2 separate regions of the Gossypium hirsutum genome follow, and region 2 is linked to region 1. The links are chromatin contacts, called in public Hi-C maps. All regions are on one chromosome and are shown on one strand. The core of a region is the stretch at or near the end of the contact, and the rest is flanking DNA. Distances in the headings are between cores, read along the strand shown. Region 1 holds the start of LOC107955002. Region 2 holds the start of LOC107955016 (FRIGIDA-like protein 3).

Evidence for each region. Hi-C and Micro-C count contacts between places; a contact is called where the count stands out from the background.
Region 2: a contact with region 1 is called in a Hi-C map of leaf, with 2.2 times the contacts expected there. The contact joins the promoter of LOC107955016 here to the promoter of LOC107955002 in region 1. A contact is called at or near these places in 2 of 34 Hi-C or Micro-C datasets (both in leaf).

The regions. Positions count from the first base shown.
Region 1 is chrD07:53,337,178-53,343,465 of Gossypium_hirsutum_v2.1, reverse strand. LOC107955002 reads right to left here and starts at 4,193. Exons shown (of 6, transcript XM_016890701.2): 1 at 3,958-4,193; 2 at 3,729-3,821; 3 at 2,985-3,213; 4 at 2,718-2,809; 5 at 2,324-2,425; 6 at 1,669-1,998. The coding sequence starts at 4,053. The coding sequence ends at 1,837. It overlaps LOC107955003 (a long non-coding RNA gene), which reads left to right and starts at 4,371. Exons shown (of 3, transcript XR_001699787.2): 1 at 4,371-4,652; 2 at 4,998-5,087. It overlaps LOC107955001 (auxilin-related protein 2), which reads left to right. Exons shown (of 8, transcript XM_016890698.2): 6 at 97-186; 7 at 568-744; 8 at 887-1,430. The coding sequence ends at 925.
Region 2 is chrD07:53,611,543-53,618,368 of Gossypium_hirsutum_v2.1, reverse strand. LOC107955016 (FRIGIDA-like protein 3) reads right to left here and starts at 5,333. Exons shown (of 4, transcript XM_041097841.1): 1 at 5,079-5,333; 2 at 2,921-3,978; 3 at 2,109-2,281; 4 at 1,070-1,680. The coding sequence starts at 3,968. The coding sequence ends at 1,270.

The sequences.
Region 1 (6,288 bases), core at 2,944-5,443:
GCCTATATCAGTGAGTTTCTACTTGTACATGCACAGATCTGCAACCCTTTTTCTTTTAACTATTCTCTCCAGTAATGATTTATGGGTTTATTTCAGAGAATTTCTGAAACACTTGATGTTGAGATCAAGAGATGGGCTGCTGGGAAAGAGGGAAATTTGCGTGCTCTACTATCAACCATGCAATATGTATGTTACGCTATTGCTTACTACTGCTGTTCTTTTTTCTTCTTTTTTTTTCTTGGTTCTCTCTTACAGTTTTTACATACTAACAAACTATATTGCATTTCCCGTGTTTTCCTTCTGCTATGTGCCTTGTACAGTTCTCACATTATTGCCTCATTTCAACTGTCTGATGTACTTTTTTGAGATGTTTTGTTCATGCAGTAGATGACTTTTTAAGGGAAATTATAAGATAGTTGTCATAGGAACAGTGATAAATGAATTCAAACATAAGAACACCTTGTGGCTTAACTCTATCCTTTTCCTGATAACCTCCTATTTCATGACAAAAGTGATAAAGTTACTGTTATACTAATTTGTCTCCTGAACCTGTTCTGTGATGATTAGGTTCTTTGGCCTGAATGTGGTTGGCAACCTGTTTCTTTGACGGATTTGATTACAGCTGCTGCTGTTAAAAAGGCTTACAGAAAGGCTACTCTTTGCATCCATCCTGATAAGGTCCAGCAGAAAGGTGCCAATCTTCAGCAGAAATATATTTCAGAAAAGGTGTTCGACTTACTCAAGGTACTTGACTCTTGGTGCCCTATTTCAGTTTATTGATTGCGATTTTTATTCATATCATTCTTCTTAGATGGGTGATAGTGCTGCATATCTTTCCATCTTGTTTTCTACCTCACACCGTTTTCTTTATTTCAATGTTAAATAGGAAGCATGGAACAAGTTCAATTCAGAGGAACTTTTCTGAATTTGAATTTGTGTAGAAGTTCATCATTTGGCAAGCTATGCCTTGGGAGTTGAATGCATAACTGTTCCAGCAACTGTATCAGTATCTGTTGCTGTTGTTGATTCATTATACCAGCTGGTAGAACGGAGCATATGATACCAGCTTCAAAGTTTTGTGAGGAAAGTGAAGGGTGAAGATACTCTTCTTTTGTTCAGATTGCTGTACATTAATCTTCATCCAACTGATGCACCACGGGCAATTGATTTATTTCGAGTTGATGTAGATTATCATCCACCCGGTCTACTCGGAGATCATTTTTTGTAGTTAATTCTTTTACAATGTATTTTTTTCCCCACTTTCTTTTGGGTGGATAATAGAGCATTGATTAGATTATGTTGAGTGAATACCGATTATTGTTCTATTGATGGTATGCAATGTGTATGGAAATTGATTTGTTTTTGGCATAGAATACGATCTCTTTTTAGTACAAGAATGGTGGAAGGAGACAAGAATTTTATTTGCAGTCTAGCAGATATGCATATTCGTCAGCTAAATTTTTATTATAAGGTTTCAATTTAGCATACCCTAACTCCCTTTTTGTGGCTAATAGCAGTTATTGTTTCTGTGTACTCTAATGTATCATTTTATATTTGTAAGCCGATTTTTTTTATGCTTATATTTATTATCAAGGTTATTATAATGTTTCATAAAAGATTGTTTGAACAATATTCTTCTAAAACAAAAGATGGAAAAGGAGAGCAAAAGGACAAATTTACGTTTCACTGTAATAATACTGAAACTAAAATGGAAGAAAGAATAGTCAGATAAAATGGAAGCATGACAAAAGGGAATAAACTAAAATCGAAACTAAAACTTTGGGAAACAGAGGCCCCTGATGCTCTTATGAACTATGAAGCAGTTAGAACAGGAAGTTAAATAACAATCTCGAAGGTACTGCAGTCCTGGCAAAGGATGTACAATGCAGTTAAACCAAATTTAGTCTCAAGGCAAAACTTGGGTTTCAATCTGCACCCTCGTTCCAAATGATCCACATGTGCTTCAGCTAATCGATCCCGTAGAACTTCCAAATTAACCTGAAAATAAGACCAGAATGTGGACAACTCATTGAAACTTAACTTCAGATGGCACTTGTCAGACATTGGTATTGGACAGTTAGATATCTGCATCCTCAGAGGATCATATCTCTGTACTCGTATCTAAATATATTCGAGCGCATACTTAATGTAAAATGAAGAGTCACAGCAACATAGGTTAAGTTTCTTTTTGTTTTTTGGTTTTTTTCTGAAATGAAGGGATCTTTTAGAATGTGATACATTGTGCAAATGATATAACAATGAACTGGTTGCACTGCAAAAGAAACTGTATGAGAAAAAAAAAAGAAAAAGTTAATAGGATAACCTCATCATCTCTGTTAAGCTGAAGTTTGCAAAGGGTACAATAAATAAGTTGATGATTCTGTTGCAACTCTCCTCTCTTACAGATGGGGCACCATATCTGTTTCTGCACCTAACATAAACATCAGAAAATCTTGTTGATTTCATTCATTTTGAAAAACTTAACAGATGATGGTGAAAATTCAACTATAATACAGAACCACATATAAGAATTAAGAACATAAAAAGAATAATACAACAACACTGATAAAGAAATTTCCTGGAAGCAATCAGAAAACGTTGCCTACAAAAACATCTTATTGCACCTACAAAACATTATGTATTAAATGTTCGCTACGGGTTAACAATACTAACACTTGCATAGAAAAAGAAACATGAATAGTTTACTGTCACTGTACCTGCTCATCGTTCAATTGCATATGCTCGTAAACTGCACGGGCCAAGTATTCATCTTGTTCATCTTCCCAACTTTCTATTCCTTCTTTTGGTTCTGCAAGGAACTAGAGTAAACATTTGAACTAAAAAAGGATGACTTGATCAAATATAACCTCCAAAGTCATGCATTTGCATGATCATTCACCCACTTATAGAAAGATACGAATACAGGTGCAACACTAGGACAGAAGCCTTAACAACAGTGGTTTTAAAGTGGGACTATTAATTACCTTTCTCTGCTGGCTCTCTCCTGAGATCCTCATAAAATATTCTTTGCATTTCTAGCAATATCTCTTCGCATTCACCTTGATACGCATCTTGAAGGCCACTGTATTCCCATAATTCATCAGGGGCTGAGGAAACAGAGTTTGAGCTTTCCAAACAGTCACTTATTGGTGAGTCTTTAATTCTTTTAAGTTCATCAGAAACTATGTCCTGAAAGGCAGTTTTTATAAACTCCTGAAACCAGAAAACACAAAAAAAAAAGAAAAAAAAAGTGATGTACCAATAAACTCACCTGCATGAATTTATTTCAAGAGAAACAGAATTATAAGAAATCAAGAAAAAGCACCTGAATTCAAAAAAAAATACCAGCAAATATTACAAGCAAATTTCACCAGGCTATATAATCCTATGTTACTTGGACTTGGATATGCGTGTTAAATACAAGTATGCATCTGTCATGAACATGTTTAATTTTTTTTCCTGAAGTTTTTCATGTAATTGGAGAGTTTTGGAAGGATTTTTCTGTCTGACACAGGCATGGATGATGGAACACAGGTATTTGAAGAAAAAATAAAGACTGAACCAACATATATTTTATCAAGAGAGGCTAAATAAGTAGCAAGGGTACAATTTTGGAATAAAACCTAAATTTTATATTCCAAGTTCAGGGTAACCTAATAATATGCAGCAAAAGGCAATAAATATATAGAAACCAGATAAAATATTTTCGAATGAAAAAAAAAAAAAACCTTGTGATTGAAAGATTGGGCAGCAGGCAACCTCATTTTCCAAAGCAAACGAGTGCGGTCTTCTCGTACCCTTTTGTAACAATTTTCTCTCAACTACACTTCATCATCCACAATTTAAATAATATTCATCCAATTTCAAATTTTCAACAGATAAAAGAAAGATAAAATGATAAACCCTAAAACCCAAAAATGAAAATCCCATAATTAATACTTAGAGAGGGAGACGAACCTTGTGTTTCCATAAGGAGTAATTGTTGAAACGGGGATGAGTTTTGAGGGAAGGTCGTTGGATTATTGGGCAAGTATCTTCCATCTTTGGTTCCATGTTTCAGGAGCTATCTCCAAACTCGAAAAAAACCCAGCTGAATTGGTGGAGCAGAGAGAGAAGACCGTGAATCGTTGCGAAGAAGCAAGTCGGAGGTTGGTTGTTGATGAAGAAGATGAAGAAAGAATTCCATTTTATTCCACATAATAAATTGTGCAATTGGCGACTTGGTGAGGGTGGCTTTGGGTCTACCCTGAGTTGGCCCAAAACTAATCCTACAGCCTAAAAGGCCTAAAGGTCCCCATATCCACCCATGATTTTGTTAATATGCTCAATGAAGTATCTATTCATCTTTAGAAAACACTTCCACTGCGTTTGGTTGGATGGAATTGCAATTCCATTCCGCAGCAATTCCGCGCGCTACAGTGATGCAGGCGTTTGGTTCACCGTTTAGGTGATTCCACGAAATAGGTATTACGTTCCCATTCCCTCATCCCACGGAATAGCCATTACACGGTTGGGGGTCTGAATACCCATTCAAGCAAGACCGTTTAGGTTTTAGACGAAAATAGCCTGCCTCCCTTCTTCCCAAAATTAACTCCAGCAGATTTCTTCCTCCCCAAATCAAGCATCCATTCGCCCTTCATCTTCATCTCCTGGTACGTTTTCTTTTTCTTTTTTTTTCTTGATAGCATCCACAAGACACTGGTTTCACTGGAAAATGGGAACTCTTTTTGCTATCTCTCACCGACCTTTCGGTCCTCGGTTTCACTGGAAAATGGGAACCCTTTTTACTTTTCAGATCTCTCCGTTTGCTCTTTCTGTTGCTTTCTCCCCGGTGAAAGATCAATCAATTGGCTCACTCGATCTTTCACCTCTTTCAACTTTTCTTTTCCCCTTTTCGGTTGAGACTTTTTCTGCTCAACTTTTATTTTCCCCTTTTAGACACGTTTTCTTATTCTTGTTTACACGAATTGAACTTATGATGTTTCTATTGGATGCAGTGAAATCCAGAAGTATCAGCAAAGTACTGAACTCATCAAGAAACTGCCTTTCGAAAGGCTCGTTCGTGAAATTGCCCAAGCCTTTTTAAGGTAATACCATTAAATTACTGCTTCTTCTTCATTTCTGTTTAATTATTGTAAAGAAATCAAAACTTAAGAAATTAGTATGGTTACTGTTTGCATTTCATGAAGACAGACGATTCATTTATGTTGGCTAAGCTGTAGTTATCAAGCATGGTTGAGGAACTTTAGTGCTTATAGAAAGTGGGTAGTGTAAATTGATGGAAGAAATATAGTGTTCTTTTTCTTGAGATTGAACTAATGTGGACACTCTTCACGTTGAGTCAGCTAGTTGAGATAAAAACATATATTAATGAAGATGCAAAGTGTATGTATCATATATTCTTAATATAAAAACATGAGCTTTTATAGCAAACTAGTAAAGCAAATTATAGGCTACCCTCTCATTGAGTCAGCTAGTTGTTGAACTTTTTTTTCGGTTTCTTCCAGTTTTTTTCGTTTTTCTTCACGTCATTATTGGAGTTCTTTGTACTTTCCTTCTGCCTCATCAGCTCTCAGTTTTTCTGTTTCCAATGAGGACTGTGGGAAACAAATATGATAAGAAACATTCCTAACCATGGATAAAACGGAACTCTTGCAGCATTATTTGAAGATATATTGGATTTTGGAGGTTCATACCTTTAGGCTTTCCACTTCTATTAGAGATTCAACTTTCTTTGTATCTTCAACGAGAACTTCTTTCTCTTGAATAACTGGAGGCGCTTCTTCGATGGCTTTCTTTGCAGTCTCTCGTTCTTTAGCAAGCAATGCATTGGTTTATATTCTGCTGATGTAGCCCTCTATGAAGCCAGTAGCATGTCTTGATCTTGGATTGGGATAATCTCCTCTAACCTAAACTCTTATGTACCAAAAAATATATCTTAGTTGTTGATGTTGATTTAGGTATATATTTCCTCTTTTGTCATATATATTCAACGAATAAATGCCAACCTAGCTTAAGTTGAAATAGCCTAATGGTTTTTAAAATGATATTTATATTGAAAAAGAAAGCAGTATTCTTATTTTAAAAAGAAATTTAGGTTTAGTTAATTCCTAGAAGTTTCCACAACCTAGCCTTCTTTCTTAATTCAGCATTGAGAAAATTCAAACAAAAAACACATATTTGTGGCAAGAAATGTAGTTAGTTAATTACTAATTGAAAGAATACATGTAACTTGTCAATACTATACGTACCCAAGGTCATAATTACCTCTTATAATAGCACAAGCCT
Region 2 (6,826 bases), core at 4,084-6,583, 270 kb before region 1:
CCAAACTAGGGGAAAGTATTTGATAATTTACAAGATGTCTATACAATTGATCTTTCCTCTCTATTTATAGAGGAGATTACAAATTCTATACAATTGTATTTTGAATCCCGAACAGTGTTTCTGATAAGGATTCGGCTTCAAATGGATGTGGTTGCTTCCACGTCTCATTTGTCTTGTTGCTTCTTTAATTGCATAGTCATGGTTGTTTCCACGTTGCATGCTTGCATTAATGACCGCTTCCATCACTGCTTATATCATGGTTGCTTCCATCATTGCTTGCGTCATCATTGTTTTGATGATAGCTTCCACATTGCAAGACTTTATTTGTCGCATCTGGATGTCTTTAATTATCATTAATGGTTGCTTCCATCATGATGGCTTCCACTTTGCCAAACTTTTCGTTGGTATGTGGATTTCTTTTCTTTTAGGTTGTCATCTTTTTGACTTCAACCTTCTTATATATTGACTAAATTCATTTTTTCAATTTCATCAAGGTGTAATGAATCGAATGAAGATCTTGGTGAATTCCAAGCATCCCACTTGCTTCTAATTCCTTCAATTTCATCAAGATGTTTTTCATAAAGTTTTTCTTTTTATTACACACAAACTAATTTTCTCTTTCATGATCATGGAGAAAGTTGAATATATATCTCACGAAATGAATTCGCAAGTATCATGATTCATTTTATTGCTTTCTTTTTCGCCAAAAAGAATTCCCATCTCGTAAAAGGTCAACTTGAATAGGACAAATCATTTTATTTTATTAGTTAATTTGATTTGTTGTTAAAAGGAGCTGGCTGGGGCTGACTATAATTGACTTGAGATCAATTAGCAATTTCCTCCATGATTTGAGTGTAATCCACCATTGAACTGAAATTGTTTATCTTCTCTCAGGTCTCAAGCTCATGTTCATCAAAATCCAATCTTCCACCAGTTAGCCCATAACTAATATTTGATTAAAATAATGAACACGCCATTGCGTACTTTACTTCCAAGACTTCATATGGTGTTACCAAACAACCCCATTACCAAAATAGAAACAAGGTACAAATGAACGAAACAGGAGATATACATACAAACACAGAGTGCATATATTAGAGGATCAAAATATCTTCTTGTACAACATATTAAAATTAACAAGGCATTTTTTTTCTTTTTTTTTTGTTGGCTTTTTAATACTAAATTCATTCGTACACTGCAACATGGAAGGTTAAGGCTAATAGTTAATGTGAGAGGATCACAGTCACCTTTTTGCCATTTTTTGGGAAATTAGTGAAGATAGGGAACCTGATACTGGTAGCCGAAGTAGTTACCATGACTTGGAGAGAAGTTGTAGGTGGCAGAACCAAGAAGAGAGGGGCCGTGGTTGTCAGCAGGTCCGGAGTAAACATAAGGTCTGTCATAAACGTACTGCGGGTACCTATCAGTGGTTCTAGAATAGAATGGTTTGTCAGCAGCTACATTAGTGACTCGTGGACCATATCCTGCACCATTGGCACGAGCTCTCTTTGTTTGAGGCTTTGCAGCTTCAGTTGATCCCTTCTTGTCTGCTTTAACCTTCTCCAATAGGAGAACCCGCTTCTGAAGTGGATCAATAGGGTATTGCTCCTCAATATTATGCTCCTCAATGCACTTGATCACAGCCTTCAGAGCTGCCAACTCTCGCTCACTAAACTCAATCTGAAAATACAGAAGAAAGTTTTCAGCCATTTTCCAATATGCAGCAAAAAATTAAAAAAAAGTCTCACTAGCATGAAGTAGAGCAAAAATATTCTTCTGCATTGAAATGGCAAGAACAAATTGCCTTCAGGGCCACATCCAAACAATTACTAAAAAATTTAACTACCAAAAGGTCTCAGGTTTATGAAAGGTACTGTAAGTAAGAACTAACTAGCCAAATCATCCCAAATGATCCAACAAGATCCAAGCATGTTAGATGGCTAACGGGACAGAAAGCTGGTCCAATCTGCTTCAGACATGGCCTTGTGGACAAAAACAGCAATAAGGACTTGTCCCTCAAACATTTGGTTAAGATATTGTCAACCAAACTATATTCAACCAATATTAGGCAAACCAATCCCCTTGAAGTAGAGGAGTAAAGAACACACCTGAGCAGTAGAAGAGGAATTTCCAGGCTTAACAGGTGAAGAAGCTTTTCTTGCCTCCTTCAAGTAGGCCTTCAGTAAAGGTACAGGCAAGAACTGCACTGTAAGATCAAATGCAAAAGCCAGATTAACCGCATCAATCTGCCTTCCATTATTCACCAGAACTTCAATTACACCTGAAATATGGAAAGATAAATAAAAGTAAAGTACGAATTAACCAGAACCAGTACAAATGGAAGAAATGATTGATTTTCTACAACAGTATTCCATGTGTAATTCACAGTTCTTGTTCTAAGACTTAGAAGTACAATTCAGGGAGGAAAAATAATAGATTAACATTGCTTGTGTTCATCCCACACAATTGGATAAATATCTGAAAGTGCCAGACAACGGTCATCCAAAATGAAGGATGGTCCACTGAACTCCAAAATAGCATTTTAACAACAATATTGTTTAAAGAATATGTAAAATAAAAAGCATTTAGGAACTTGAAGATGCTTATCAGTTTAAGAGCAAAGATTAGTTTCCCCGGTTCTGATGGCTTGAAGTTGCCTAAGTTAGGGGGAATAGAAAAAGTCAGTTAATTTACAAGGTCTCACCTGACCTTTTTTTTTAATTATGCTGAAAGTCTACTTGAAATAGTTAGTTATATCAGTTTTACAAAAATGGAACGGAAGAAATATAATGGATGTATAAGGTAAACCCATGGTGAATGGAGAAAGATTCAAGCTCATTGTTCAGAATCACTCGTTTTTTTTTTCCAAACAAACAAGTATTCTATGCAATGTTACTATGTAAGTTCATACTACACAAACCTGGCATTTTTTCAGACAAACCAAGGGACCGGCAGAGATCAGCTGTTTGACGACGACGAGAGACCATTGGTATCAGCCTTGACAGTTCTTCCTCATTGAAGTCAGAAGCAATACCAAAAGTGGCAAGAAGTTGCAGGAATGCATGAGCTTCCAATGAATTACCATTACTAGCATCCATGTCAAGAGCATCCAACTTTGGTTTCCATTCCTCAGCAATTAACTTTGCTTGCCCCCTAACATCTTCTGAGATTAAAGCAGAAACAGAAACCATATCCATATTCCTTAACAAAAAGCTAAGACATTCCATCAACATAATACAGGTTCGCCTAAGACCCAGTAGATTTGAATCTTTCTTTCGATCCACATTTGGTGCTTCTAAAAGGTAAAATCCTTTCAAAGATTCCAGGACCAAATAAGCTGGGCTTGCTGCAGCCTTCAACGCCCAAGGAATTTCCTCCTTTAAGGCAGCAAGGTTCTTGCGATTATCTGATATAAACTTGTGTAGTCCTTCAGAGTCCATCTCTTCACAAATTTTTACCAATTGGGGATAAGATTTCACCCCGAAATTTCCATTTTCAGAAGAACATTTTATATCCTCTGAGTTACTTTCGGAAGCTACAGAATCAGGGGGTTTCTCCTCAACTGACAGTTCACCACTGTCTCCATCACAGCTATCAGCAGGCTCCTCAGGTGATACTTTCCTATGCTTTTCTAGAGCATTACTAATGGCAAAAACAGCAGCATCTCTCTTTTCTTGTAACCTCACTAGTGAAGCTTGTTCTTTAGCAACAACAGCAGCTTCACGCTTCTTCAACATTTCTCGAGATTTCCTAGTTTTTGTCTCAAACTCCTTTTCTTGGTCTTCTAATTCATGGAAGCGTCTCTTCAAGGACTTCTCAAGCCCATGGAAATGTTCCTCAAGTTCTTTCCATTTCAGATTAAGTGTTACAGCACGATGACTTTCAAGTTCAGCAAATGCTTTCTGAAGCTGCTGTATCTTAGTAGTTGTTGAGTCTATGAGTGTTGCAACCGACTGCTTATCTTCCATGACAAAAAACCTGAAAGAGAAAGACATCAGCCAGGATTGGACCCCCCACTGCAGCAGTAGAGAGAGAATATAGAACCAAACAGATTTTCTAGAGTACAAAATCCTTCTCTAATCTTGTTGTAGCAAAAGGGAAAGGTAAACGGAAAACAAAAATATTAATTAAATATCAGGGAAGATAAAGTTCAATATAAGTAAACACATTTTCATTTCAAAGAATCCAACATTGTCCGCGAAAATAGTAATAAGTTAATAACCAAATAAAGCAATAGAAATTCAAAAGCAACAAATTTACTTTGAATCAGAACAAAATTTCACCCCCAAACAATAAATGTTAATCCACAAAAAGAGTTCTAGTAATCCTCTCACGGTAATAAATACTTTCCATAAACAGATCACAATGATCTAAGCTCCCTTTTGGAAGATAATAAGTTTCAGCAAATCAAAGCTTTTCCTACCTTTATCTATTTCCCAATTCTAAAATATCCTAACTTAATAAGGACCACTTAAAAGAAGTTCAGTTCCATCAATAATAATAAAACAGATTAACATATTTCCAAATATAATTACCATAGTTATCACTCAAAACTTCAGCATCATTAAGTTCAAAGTAAACATTCCTTTATTCCTTGAGTAGAAAACCCACAAGTTAAACTTTAGAACAAATATTATAACTAAGCGATCAAGGCACAAAAATGAGAGCTCCAACTTAACCCTAGAAAGCCTAATCAGAAAGGTGCAGTTTTCCAGTAAAACGTAGCCACTCTCACCAGTGATTTTACAAGTTCCGAAATCACAGAAAGATACCAACGACCCAAAGATCGTAAACCCAAAACAAGCACAGATCACCTAACCTAAAAATAAAGGACATGATCAGAACAGAACAGCGAATTTTTCGCTGCAGACGAAAGGGAACAAAAGAAGTAGACGAGTTTTGGCAGTTCAAAAACACATTTCCCGAAGTGAAGAAAAATTAAACAGATTTGAAGAGAAAAAAGAGGGATTTTTAATTTTTTTATGACGGGTTAAAAAAAAAGGAAGAAAGTGCCGATCCGGAGAAGAGAGTGAAAACGACGGGAAAAGAAAGAAATAGCGAGGGAGAGAGACAATTACCTGATTGATTCAAACGGAAATGGGGTAACAAAGTGTCCTAATTCGATAAAGATTCGAATTAATCACTCCATTTTTTGTTTCCTCTTTTTTTCAAAGAAGGTTTGGTGTTTTGGGATAGTGGATATTTGTGGCTGCTACCTATCCTTTAATCACTAGAGAGAGAAAGAAAGAGAGACTAAATGAAACGAAAGCTAAAAGATAGTGTTTTTTCCCTCTTTTCCTTTATCATTATTTTATTCAGCATTTATTGAGAATGGGATTATTCACTTCATTCAATTTCAGACATTAAAACTTACTTAAATTCAAAATTGTTGATTATTTTAGATTAAGGATTAGCTCAATTGACACGAGTATTATTATCAATACATGGAGACATAGATTTATGTGTGTTGAATCGAATTATCCTTTTATTTATGAGTTGACAAAGGGTTTTGGATAGTTTTAAATATTATGTCAAAGAACAGATATGATTTGAACTTATAACAATATTGTTGAAATAAATTTTGTTTATTATTTTAATGTTTCATTTAAATATGGTTGAACTAAACAAATGAGGTGTCATTTCAACTTTAAATGTAACTGGCATTAGTCGAGTTAAATTTTTGGGGAAAATAAAGCTTAATATACCCTTAAATATTTGAGTTTAATTTTTTTTAATGCAAAATTTGTGTTTTGTTAAGGGTAAGATATTTAGTTGACCACTCAAAATTAAATTCTTACAATTTCGTCACTCTATTTTTAGGATGTTTTTATTTTAATCATTTAACCATTAAATCTTTAACAACGGTTAAATTGTACATGTCATATCATGTTCGCACTTTTATTTTGGTCACTCAAAAAATATATTTTTTTAATATTGATCGGGGTAAAAAAACATTAAGGATTTCAGTGAAAAAAGGTACAAACTAAAATAATGCTTTAAAATTTGTCAAATTCTACTTGTTTACCTCATTGCCAGAAGTTCTAATTTTTTTTCAATATTGAAATTTTAAATTTCAAAACATCGAAATCGGCTAAATAAGTTATTGAAAATATTGTATCTATTGACAATGCAAAACAATTTGTTACTATAATATTATAATTAATTAAATCAATTAATTTAGTATCCTTTTAAATCTTAAAATCTTATTTTATGTTTCTAAATTAAAATCAACTCAAATAAATCATCTTTAATGATTGTACATGAAACTCAAATTTCTTTTAATTATATGGTCTCGAGTTTTTCATATTAAGCAAAAAGTAAAGAAAAGTTCTTACAATTAATTTAATTAATTAATTAATATTTCATGCCAAGCAAAACCCATAATTTTTCATCACTTTTGTTACCCAAACGAAGAACAAGCACTTAATTTAATTAATTGCAATGATTTTTCTTTGCTTTTGGTGAAAAATTCGAGATTATATAATCAAAAGAAATTTATGTTTCATAGACAATTATTAAATATGAGTTATCGAGTTGATTTAATTAAGAATAATATGGAAATATAAAATAAAATTTTAAAATTTAGGAGGAGATTAATTTAATTGATTTCAATATTACAGTAACAAATTGGTTAACTTGAGTTCTATTTTTTGAAATTTAAAATTCCAATTTTGAAAAAATTAGAACTTTCATAAATGTGATAAACAAGTACAATTTGACAATGTTTTAATGCATTATTTTAGTTTCTATCATTTTTTTACTTTAATCCTTAATTTTTTTACCTCGATCAATACTTAAAAGAAAATATGTTTTTTTTTGTGACCAA